Linked DNA regions of Sus scrofa: region 2 is linked to region 1. A link is a contact called in public Hi-C data. All regions are on one chromosome and are shown on one strand. The core of a region is the stretch at or near the end of the contact, and the rest is flanking DNA. Distances in the headings are between cores, read along the strand shown.

Evidence for each region. Hi-C and Micro-C count contacts between places; a contact is called where the count stands out from the background.
Region 2: a contact with region 1 is called in a Hi-C map of fetal heart ventricle, with 4 times the contacts expected there. The contact joins two enhancer-like sites. A contact is called at or near these places in 3 of 47 Hi-C or Micro-C datasets (embryonic fibroblasts, fetal heart ventricle and heart right ventricle) and 1 of 2 datasets of contacts at active chromatin or transcription factors (skeletal muscle).

Annotation. Positions count from the first base shown.
Region 1 is chr15:65,849,167-65,851,866 of Sscrofa11.1, forward strand. The region is part of intron 2 of LOC110256997 (a long non-coding RNA gene); the gene reads left to right. Among named protein-coding and RNA genes, the nearest start is that of DAPL1, 54 kb to the left of the region's middle. Within about 2 kb of position 1,270, at least 8 of the 83 cell types and tissues checked have an H3K27ac peak or open chromatin away from gene starts, as enhancers often do.
Region 2 is chr15:66,155,947-66,158,646 of Sscrofa11.1, forward strand. It overlaps TANC1 (protein TANC1), which reads left to right. Exons shown (of 26, transcript XM_021074763.1): 22 at 775-907; 23 at 2,107-2,198. Among named protein-coding and RNA genes, the nearest start is that of WDSUB1, 82 kb to the right of the region's middle. Within about 2 kb of position 1,310, at least 7 of the 83 cell types and tissues checked have an H3K27ac peak or open chromatin away from gene starts, as enhancers often do.

The DNA.
Region 1 (2,700 bases), core at 20-2,519:
AATAATGCTGCTATGCACACAGGAGTGGAGATTTCTTTTTGACATAGTGTTTTTGTCAGAACCTTATTTCTGTATGGCCAGATTGGCAAGGTCTCATGACATACTTCATGGCAACTTGGATGGAAGGCAGGTTCTCAAGGGGCTGTGGATGGTGGGCACTTAGAGGTTCCAGAGCCAGTCACTGCAACAGCCACATTCTACCACATGCAGTGTACCCCCAACACCCTGCCCAAGTTTATACAGCTCTAGCTCTAGTTTTGGAGCACATATCACTGCAGCGGGAAAGAACCAAGTGCATGAGTTTTACATCCATAAGACTGACAGGGTCACAGTGTTATCACAATGTATGGTTAAATAGGAGTTCCCGTCGTGGTTCAGCAGTTAACAAATCTGACAGCATCCATGAGGACTCAGGTTCTATCCCTGGCCTTGCTCAGTGGGTTAAGGATCTGGCTTTGCTGTGAGCTGTAGGTCACAGATGCAGCTCGGATTCCCTGTTGCTGTGGCTATGGTGTAGGCCAGCAGCTGCAGATGCAATTTGACCCCTAGCCTGGGAACCTCCATATGCCGCAGGCGAGGCCCTAAAAAGACAAAAAGACAAAAAGCCAAAAAGCCAAAAAAAAAAAAAAATGTTGCTGGAAGCCAGAGGGCTCTATTCCAATATACACAGCTATAAGGAAAGAGTCTCATTAAGTGAATCACTTGAGTTTAATTCCGTTGAGGAATCATTTATCAGACCCAGTATTATGCTAAGCTGGAGGCTACCCAATGAGGGACTCTTTTCAAGTGCTCAGCTGAAAGGTGTCCTCAGCTAGTAATGCTAATGCTGCTATACGTGCCCAAAGACTGAGGGGTCAGTAGATGACCTCAGCCTCTGGGGATCAGCCGACTCCCTGGCCCTCTGCCTGTTCCTAGGGCAGTTGGCGACAACCTTAGAGCTGACTCTGATATGTTCTGCTGGTATCCAGCCATGACCAGATTAAAGCACTTCTCCTCCTCTGGCTGTCTTCTCTGCTTTGCACCCCAAAATGCCTGGTCTGTCCTGCTTTTCTTGGAATTAGAGGCTGTCGGTTTCCCTGGAAGGGATAGAGACATTCCTTGTTTACCTGTGGGAGTTGGGGTGGGGGGACCTTCACTACAGGCCTCCCCTGTTCTGAGCCTTCCCCACTGTTTTAAATGTCAGCTTCAGAAGCTCTGCTGCCTCAGGAGTGGGAGGAAGCACAGCCTGTGTATGAAGGAACAGATGGCTGCAGGGAGTGGGGTCCAAGCCACTCTTCACTGCCCTGCCTGGCTTGTCCTGGCAAGTTCACTTATGAGCACAGCCTGGGTATTGCACCAGCCCCCTCCTCTCTCTCCCTCTGCCTTCCATCCTCCACTGAAGCCACTGTTCTGCTCAGCAAGGAGTCCTTGTCACACTCTGCTTCACAGCCTTTGTGGATTTTGTAGGCTATAGGGTAAAATGCCAACTTCTTAGCTCAGCCCATTCTCCACTAATCACAGAGTGCTCCTGTCATGGACCCTCCCGTCACTCCTAAAGTTATTATACCTGCAGCTACTCTCTAGGCTCTACCTCAGGGCACAGAACTCCTAGAGCCTTCTCTCACATTTTTCCCACCTGCCAAACTCCTATTTCCCCCTCAATACCCACTCTAATTTACCTTCCTCTGGAAAGCTTTCCCAAAGACCTCTGTGGGGAGATAGTTGTTGCCTCTTCAGCTTCCCCTGAGCACTGGATTCATAATCTAAGACCACACATTTCAGGTTTTATTGTAATTTATCTGTTTACATCTCCCTGTCTCCCACTAGACCAGAAGATCCCTGTCATAAACTGATGTTCAATGTATTTAATGAACAAATTATGAAAAGTCTAATTCACATTATGCACTTACAGTTTCTTCTTAAGCTTTAAGAATCTTCTCAACGTTATCAGTATTCTCGTGCTTCCCGCTTTTTCCCTCCCCATTCACTTTCCTGGGGCTTAGGGGTTATAGGAAAAAGGAAATTATGTTGACTGTGAATTGGGACACCCATAGCTCTGGAACCTTCTACCTGCTCTTTTCTGATGCCCTCTTTGAAAACTGTCTCCTCCTGCAGATGCCCATAGGGAGAGCAACGCCAAACGTCATTAATGTCCAGCTGTGGGTGAGTCACTTAACATTCTAGACAGTAGGTCCTCATCTGAGAAATAGGAGGTTTGAACAGGTGAACTAAGGTTAGCTGTAGTGCTGACAATCTTTAAGTCATAAAGAATGACAATAAAATTCTAGGCATGCCCAAGTAATGGGACAGTTATTTCTGTGCAGTGGGCCCTTTCAGTGTCCCATATGTTGTCTTTCTATGTGTTTATCTCTGAATGAGGCCAATTCTGGTGGCATCTTCCTTTCCTGGCACGTCGCCTTGCACCACTTCTGACTCAAAGCTGCTTCCTGAATTGCCACCTAGACCCCTTTGGGAGCCTTCATTTTTGCCTTATTACATTGATGTGACAGCATTTGCAGCTGCTGCCATCTGTATAATCCAAACTCCATATCAAACATTTCTTCTTTTCCCATTTCCCAATTTAAAAAGCCACCCCTCACACCGTGGCCTATTTGCAGAGCCTCTCAGAAGTGGAGAGGCCGAGGCCCTTGCATTTTGCAGAGCTCTCTGTCAAGGATTCTTTGAAAGACTACACAGATAGCACATTGCACAAATCTAGGG
Region 2 (2,700 bases), core at 60-2,559, 310 kb after region 1:
GGTCATTTATGGGTTTGTTGTAGAAGTTCTTTATATATTCTGGATATTGATCCCTCTAGTGTCATTTTGAGCAGCTGGGGGACTGAAACTTAAGCAGGCTATAGACTTCTTTTCCAATGAATAGAGCAGTTTCAGTGACCAGCATTGTTTTTGCTGGTGTTCTTTGTTTAGTGGAAGTGACAGCTGTTTTATCACATTAAGTTAGTCTTTACACCGTGGTTTCAAACTTGCCATCTTTATATTTGAGTCTCTTAAGCATGAAAGTGATTTACCATCAGGTCTAGCTGGCGCCAAAGCTGCTAATTTTTCCAGCTTCCACACACAGGCTGTGTGGATCGGAGGGTTTCTGAAGTGCCCATTGCCATAACCTGCCAGCAGGTTGGAGCTGTGGCGGAAGGCTGCCTCCTAAGTAATTGGAGATGAAAAGGTGACTGTGTCTCATTTCTGTGGCCTGGGGAAATGGGGTGAGAGAGAGGGTGACGTGAGTGTAGCCATCTGTGATCTGTGGGTGCAGGGACACACGCCCTGGGAGCACCACCTGCCTTCCTCTCTGCTGACATCAAAATCCCTTTAGCAGAGCAAGTTTGAGCTGTGGATTGTAGCTCTCATTCTCTGTTCTGTATCAGCTTCATCTCCATCCTAGGATCCCGTCAGGCCAGAGGCATCTAAGGTCGGAGAGTGAGCAAAGCCCACCAGCTTCTGCAGCAGCTGTGGTGAGCGAGGGGAGTGCTCCTGCCACCTGCGCCCTCAGGGCCTGTGCTCTCCCCTCTGCAGGTGCTGTATCTGGTGGACAAGGGGGCCGTGATCGAGCACGTGGACCACAGCGGCATGCGGCCCTTGGACAGAGCCATCGGTTGTCGGAACACGTCTGTAGTAGTTACGCTGCTGAGGAAAGGAGCCAAGTTAGGTCAGTAAATGCCCCAGTCCAGCTGCAGGAGGGCAGGCGGCTTCGGGTTTGGGGGTATATGCCGGGGGCCGTACTCAGCTGTTGCCAGGTTAAGAACCAAGAGATCAGGTGTTTGGAGAGGCTTTTCATCTTTCCCTATGGCTCAGTTAATCACCGTCATTGGGAGTATTTAAAAGATGCCTGAGTGGGCAGAAGGCAGAGGCCAGTGTTGAAGAGGAGCCCAGCACTCGGGGAGGGTGGGAGCAGGTGCGGGGGTTCCTGGGAACGACCCAGGGTCAGTGGCCGAAACTCTGCAGGTGGTTGTACTGAGCAGCCGAGCGTGGGAATCACTGTTCAGGAGGCGTCTGGTCAGCTGGGAAGGGAAGTGGCTTCTGGGAGGGAACGTTCAGGCTAACTTGAGGATCACATTGGTGGTGGGAGCTCTGAGAAGGGAGAGCCCCTCTGTGTTGTAACCAGATGGCCCTGTTCAGGTTGAATGACAGACCTTTGGCTGCCAGCAGTTATGGGGAGGGCCCAAGATGAAGAGAGTGAAATAATTTAGTGAGCAGCTCACAGTGTCAGGAACTATTTTGAGCAGTTTCATGTTTTAAGATATTTAATCCTCACCTATCCTGTCAGACAGTTGTGATAATAACATCAGGTTACAAAGGAGGAGACCCAAGCCTGAAGGCGGCCAGTAGTCCCCCTGAGCCCCTAGTGAGCAGCAGGTTGCAGCGTGGACCTGACCTGAGGGCACTGCTCCCAGCACGTGTGCAGAAGGGGCTTAGTTGAGGCTGGAGAGAAGTGGCCATGGGAGGGGGCGCGGAAGGGCTGAACCTGGCATCCTCAGCTCAGGGTGGAGTTGCTGGTGATCCTGTTAAGAAGAGATGCCTCTGCCCACCCATGGTCAAGGCTGTGACAGGCTCTATGGGAAAATGAGATGATTCAGAAGCAAATCCCCATGGGGGGTGCGGGGGGGATCCTGGCAGTGCTGGTGCCTCCACATACCAGTACTTTTTCCCACTGCAAGGACTGGCTGCCACTGGGTGCCACTCTCTCCATGCACTCCCCTTCCTTAGCTGCTGCTGTCCCAGGCCTGCAGGACACACAGGTGGGGTTCCCTGCAGTTTGTGGGCTCAGCTATGGTGGGACCACAGAAGTATTGAGTTCCCTTCCTCCAGGACCGCTGCAGTGCCTCTGAACGCATGTTTATTTTGCAGGAAATGCTGCTTGGGCGATGGCTACTTCCAAACCTGATATTTTGATTATACTTTTACAGAAATTGATGGAGGAAGGAAACATGATGTACAAAGTAAGTGGTATCGCCCTTTTCTGTGATGTTGTAACAGCCTCTGAGCAACCTTTTGGTTTGGGGTATAATGGACATGGCTCTGCTTCTTTACAGAATGCATGTAGCTTAGCTAATAGAAGTTCCCAGAGGTGCTGGCCTGGCCTCATGCCCAGCCTTTGATATCTTAACAGCAGACTCTTCAAGATAGAAAGCACTTCTCTTTACATTTGAGAACCATCATTTCTGAATGAATCTTTGCAGCTGTAGCTATGACTTATGGCCTGAAGCCTTGGTGTGAAGGCAAAGTTGCTTTTGGTTTAACGGGCACATCCTACAGGAAGTTGCTTGGCACCTGGCGTCCTAAGATTTGGGAAAGGAACACTCAGGAGACATTTTCAGAAGAATAGAGTCATTAAATCTCCCAAAGCTTTGGTAATTTTAATATCTAGAAGCTACTGCAATTTGAAACTCTTTCTAGAGAGATTTTTACTTAACATAGTCAAGTAATATATAATTACTTGAT